Linked DNA regions of Sus scrofa: region 1 is linked to region 2. A link is a contact called in public HiChIP or PLAC-seq data. All regions are on one chromosome and are shown on one strand. Each heading gives the region's core, a stretch centred on a gene start, on an enhancer-like site or on the middle of the called end of the contact. The rest is flanking DNA. Distances are from core to core; before and after follow the strand shown. Region 1 overlaps EPB41L2 (band 4.1-like protein 2). Region 2 holds the start of EPB41L2 (band 4.1-like protein 2).

Region 1 (2,747 bases), core at 165-2,664, 160 kb before region 2:
CACAATAGTCTTCAAAAAGCTTAATGCAATACGCTCTCATTGGGCTGTAAGAGGTAAAAGGGAGGAAAGGAAACAGACTTTGAGACGTCCTGAAGATATGGGAGATAAAAACGTGTTTTCCGAGGGCTATTCCAGCCTCTGGGGACCGTCTGGGTGCCCACCCCAAGGTGCGGTCAGCCATTTGGCTGTAGGCAAATTTACCGCACATGGCTCATGCCAGCTCACGGCTGTTAAATAATGCCTATGTTCTGCAAAACACCAAGCCCTCACAGAAAATTTCTCTTCTAGGCTGACAGTGTTGAAATCTTTGAATTCTTTCAAGCAGTTTTTCAATAACTCTAAGTGCTGACATTCAGTTCTTATTACAACATTCCTTTGGCTGGCATATTTCAAAAGGACTGCAGACGGTTCTTGAACTTATTAATACTGTCTTCTTTCCTCAGCATTTTTAATTGGGGAAAGATGACAATCTAGAATAACTGCAAGCCTGACAGATTTTTAAAAAATCAAATAAATTTACCAACAAGAGTAAAAAACCATCTCCTTGCTTTTCAAGCAGTGTTGAATATCTAATACATACGATGTTCGAATACCTTTAAGAGAATTCAAGACACATAAACCTGAAGACTTATTCAAAGATATTCATGTTTTCAGATATCACTAACAAGATGGAACAAATTCTCATAAACTACACTGAAACAAACCCCAGAGTCTAGTTTTAATTCAATAAAAATATAACATTTCAACTCTCTCATTATGGAGAACAATTTAACACAATTTATATCAGTTTTTTAAAAACAGAAACACAGTACAAGGTAACTGATGCCAACTGCTTTCACTGCTGTGATATGTAAATTATTTACATTTACAAATAAAATTATATTAGACCATCTGAGCAGGTTTAAAAACCTAATCTGTAAGGTGCTTTATTACCCATGGCCTGACAGCCACAACAGTCTTTAGGAACAGAGTAAAAAGCTGGGGTGAATCAGGCACAGGTGCCCCAGCAACTTGGCTCTAGACACAAATGATGTGCTTGCCAAAAATATCACTGGCCATGGCCACAGGGAGCAGGCCGGAAGACTGCCCAAGACAGCATGGCCTCAGCACAAATAAGGAGGCAGCCCTCACTTGAAACATGAACAAAGCTATCTCTAGTGTGAAGCAACCTTCTGACAGGACACTAAGGCTATTTTATCTGACTTAAAAATAAACACAATCTGGATCCAAGTCAATCCATTGATTTTCAGTTGCTCCACATATTGCTTTAGAATTATCAGTATCCGGGTGCATAGAAATTACAGATGACGGGTAAGGAGTTAAAGGGAAAAAAGCGGGTCTTAGTTCTCCTCCCCATGTTAGACTTTTGCCAGTCAGCAACGATGTCAGACAAATAAACTAATAAAAAGGGAGCATCTTCTCTGCCATGTGCACTCCCTCTGGAAGCTGCCCCATATGGACATCAAGAGGATCCCATCTGAATGGGTTCAGCCAATGGAAAGTTCTCAAAGAGCAGAGAAAGAAAGAAGGGAAGACGGTCGGGAGTTTTTAATTCCCAGATTCCCTCCTTGTATGGCTGTGACTGCACCAGAGTGGCTATGTTCTCCTCTCAAGGCAGTCCTTTCTACACAGACACCCTCGTGGGTTCTGGTAAATACTTTGCTTCACTCCTTCACACCCAGAGGAGTCAGGTGAGCTGCTGTTACTAGCTCCTGGTATCACTCTACTCTTGCGGTTTCCCCCTATCTTCATCACAAGCCCTTTTACGCCAACACCCTCACCCTATCCTAAAGTGAGGCTGCCACTAAGAACTCTTCTGACAAGAAAATATTAATTAAAAAAATTTAAACATGATCAATGAAAAATGTATAAAGGTACAAAACTTTAAACTACATGAAAAATTTTAAACTGCTACAGATCTTTTTTCAATGAGCTACAAATATCTTGCTTATCAGATATTACCTAACAAGTCTACCGGATGCTACACTGAATGAATGCATGTTATTCTGAGTTTTTTTAAGTGATCTACTCCTAACCACAAAGCAAGAATGGAAACCATACTTATAACAGAACCAGCAACATTTTTAACTTTTCTAAGACACAACTTCAAAAACAAGAATCCTGAAATGTTTCAGGACTTCCCTCTAAGCACTGCTTTCTAACTAATGATCAACAAAGCAGCAGATATAAGAGTCACATGTGGAAAATAACAGGGTCTAGAGTAGGAGAGAGGGGCTCTGGGGTTTTTTTTTGGGGGGGGGTCTTTTTAGGGCCACACCTGTGGCATATGGAAGTTCCCAGGTCAAATTGGAGGTACAGCTGCCAGCCTATGCCACAGCCACACCAGATCCGAGCCTCATTTGTGACCTACATAGCAGCTCACAGCAACGCTGGATCCTCAACCCACTGAGCGCGGCCAGGGATTGAACCCACATCCTCATGGATACTAGTCGGGTTCTTAATTCACCAAGCCACAATGGGAATTCCTGGGGGGTCTTTTTGATACCAAATCTGCTCCCCCCACCCTTCTTTCTGTTTCTCTGCTGACTCAGCCTGGCCCCATCATATAGAGAAAAGAGCTAAAAGACAAGTATTGGCAAGATCTGTTTTACCTCCTGGTAGGATTTATCAGAAGATATCACAGATGGGACTACTTTATATTATGTGCCTTGGGGCAACAGCCAGAGTGTAATAAGCCATCTGCATTCTGTTTTATGTAGTTTCTATAAAAATAAAAATATCTGAAC
Region 2 (2,774 bases), core at 14-2,513:
GCGAATTGCGGGACCTAACGAGCGCCGGCGGGGAACTCGCGCCACGAGTGCGGGAGACGCGCCGCCCTCGCCAGGCTCCCCGCAGCGCCCACGCACGCGGACGGCCCAGGGACGCGCGGCGTCCTCGCCCGCGTTTCCCCTTCCAAAATCATCCTCCTGAGGGAAGCCGCCGCCGCCGCCGCCGCCAGAGCCCCGGCGCTCATCACCAAGCGGTCGAAGGCGGGCGGCCGCTCCGAGCCGGGAGAGGCTCGCGCGCCGCGGCCCGCGCCTGGGATGGAGCCAGACCCCTCCAGCAGCCCGGGACGCGTGACCCCCGAGCCCACCGCACCCCGGCGTGGTCGGCGCAGTCTTCGCCTTACTCCTACCTCACCCGACTCCCGAGAAGGGGGAGGTGGGGGACCGCAGTGGAGCCGGGAAGCGGGGATCCGGCCTGGAGCAACAGGACCCGGTCCCTGAGGTGGGATTGGAGAAGAGGAGAGAGAAGGAGTCGCAGAAAACCCCAAAGCCGGCCGCCCTCCCCCTCCCGGCGGGGCCGTCCCGCCACAGTTTCCTGCCTGGGATCAGCTTCCCAGATGCAGCCAGAGGAAAAATCCGCGTCGCCCGGCAGCTCCGCAGCAACTAGACGCTCGGCTCGGACTCCTCCGCCCCGGCCCCGCCATCCCCCAGCTCCGCACGCCTCCTTACCCGGGCGCCGCACTCAGGAGCTCGCTTGCCGCGGAGATGCGTCCCGTTTCGGCCCCAGCCGCCAGCCCGCCGCGCCCGCCTCCTCCCTCCGCTGGGTTTCAAATTGAAATTCCCCGGCTGGGGCCGTCAGAGGACTCGGCTCTCCAGCCCCGCCCCCTCGCGGCGGAAGCCCCTCCCGCGCCCCCGCGAGACGCGCCCCCGGTGCGGAAACCCCCGCGGGCCGCGACACGCCCCCTGCGCCCAGGCCACGCCCCCGCGCCCCCTCGAGCGACCCTTCCCGAGGGATTCGCCGCGCGTAGTGGCCGGGCTCCCGGGGCTGGTAAGACGTGTCTCGCCCTCAGAGCTGCCCTGAATAGTGACTGCTCATGCCTGTGTGCAAGGCGTTCTTACCCGCGAATCCCGATCCTAAATCCTCTTTTATCAACTTTCAAAAGTTAGTTCTTCAAAATGAACTCATTGGCTAAATCTTTATTAAGCACCTATTCGGTGGCAGACCCCAGGCTAGGCCCCGGTGATACAGAAATCAGGAAAACTAGGTGCTCCTCAGTCTGGAGTGGAAAAAGTGCTTTCGCAGAGAGGGCAGTGAACTGGGAACCGTTTATTCTTCCTGTGGGAGGGCCGGGAGGGAATGGGGAAGCCCCCTGGAGGAGGGGCTTTTACGCTGAACCCAAAGAGTGGGTAGGAACTTCAGGCAGAGGCCTGGAAGCCTGGATTACAGAGCAGGATGTGGCTGAAGAAGAGGCTGGAAACCTAGCTTGAGGCCAATTGTGGAAAGACATGCACACACAAAAAGGCTACTTCCCCGTTCTTGGAGACCATTTTCTTCCAGATGCTACTTATTTCTTCTTTGCTGAACATCGGCATGTCAGATGGGTTGTCCAGGTCATTGCCTCCAGCATCGGCCACAAGGGCAGCTCTGGTCCTTTGCCTTCTCCCACCTCTACTGAGGTCTTTAGGGACTGCACCTTCGCCAAAGTCCTCGTTTCTTTCCTAAACAGAACCTTTTCTAACCTTTTCATTACATCAAAGAGAAAGAGTCCAGGAGATAAGTTATTGACTAAGGTCCTGCCAGTGTGTAATAAAAATAATAAAATCTGACATTTATTGTGTGCTTTATGTGCCAAGCATTATTCTCAGTCCCTCATATGAGTTAACTTAATTAATGCTCCCTCTGCTAAGTACCAAAGGAAAACTTAGTAAGTTGCACTAACTACGACAGAGAGGAAGGCTGACTAGAAAGCAGTTCTGATAAAGAAGACCTGGAATATTAGGGGACAATGCTATTATGAACTATTATGAACTTTCAGGCAGATTTACAATGAAATGAAGATCCTTCATTTTTACAGGCCTTGAAATTAACTCTATACTTGTAATTTTTTAAGGAACCCCTAAAGTTACATAAGATTTAAAGCCCCTAGAACCTTGATCTAACTCTGATGAAACCCCTTTAAAATGTTAGTGCAGTGTAATAACATTAATGTTAATTGACATTAAGATAAATAACATAATTTATAAAACATAATTCTCTTATCAAAGGAAAGTGTAGGAGCTCCCGCTGTGGCACAACAGGATTGGCAGCATCTTGGGAGTGCTGGGATGCGGATTCAATCCCCAGCCTGGCACAGTGGGTTAAAAATCCGGCATTACAGCACTGTGGCTTAGGTCACAACTGTGGCTGGAATCGACCCCTGGCCAGGGAGCTCCATATGCTGAAGGGTGGCCAAAAAATGAAAAGAGAAAAAAAAAAAAAAAAAAGGAAATTATATCCCTACTGTATCCTCTGCTGCAGTCTGTGTATCACTTCTGTACACTACCTTTTAAGAGGAACATTGACAAGCTGAATTATATGCATAGATGAGAGACCTTAATAATGTGGGAGCCAGCAAGACTTAGCCTAAAGAGATAAATGAGTCAAGGTGATGGAGGAGTTCCCGTCATGGTGAAGTGGAAACAAATCCAACTAAGAACCATGTGGTTGCGGGTTCTATCCCTGGCCTCGCTCAGTGGGTTAGGGATCAGGCATTGCTATGACCTGTGGTATAGGTTGAAGACGCGGCTCAGATCTGGTGTGGCTGTGGTGTAGGCCAGCA

What was found. HiChIP or PLAC-seq counts read pairs in DNA pulled down with a chosen protein or histone mark.
Region 1: an H3K27ac HiChIP or PLAC-seq map of alveolar macrophages shows a contact between it and region 2. The contact joins the enhancer-like site here to the promoter of EPB41L2 in region 2. A contact is called at or near these places in 4 of 5 promoter capture datasets (fetal liver, fetal skeletal muscle, liver and 1 more), 11 of 47 Hi-C or Micro-C datasets (alveolar macrophages, embryonic fibroblasts, fibroblasts and 4 more) and 2 of 2 datasets of contacts at active chromatin or transcription factors (alveolar macrophages and skeletal muscle).

The regions. Positions count from the first base shown.
Region 1 is chr1:32,574,083-32,576,829 of Sscrofa11.1, reverse strand. All of the region lies in intron 8 of EPB41L2 (band 4.1-like protein 2), which reads right to left. Among named protein-coding and RNA genes, the nearest start is that of SMLR1, 130 kb to the left of the region's middle. Within about 2 kb of position 1,414, at least 6 of the 83 cell types and tissues checked have an H3K27ac peak or open chromatin away from gene starts, as enhancers often do. A contact at or near this core is called in alveolar macrophages and skeletal muscle, where this site is marked.
Region 2 is chr1:32,416,699-32,419,472 of Sscrofa11.1, reverse strand. EPB41L2 (band 4.1-like protein 2) reads right to left here and starts at 1,263. Exons shown (of 18, transcript XM_021088293.1): 1 at 1,075-1,263.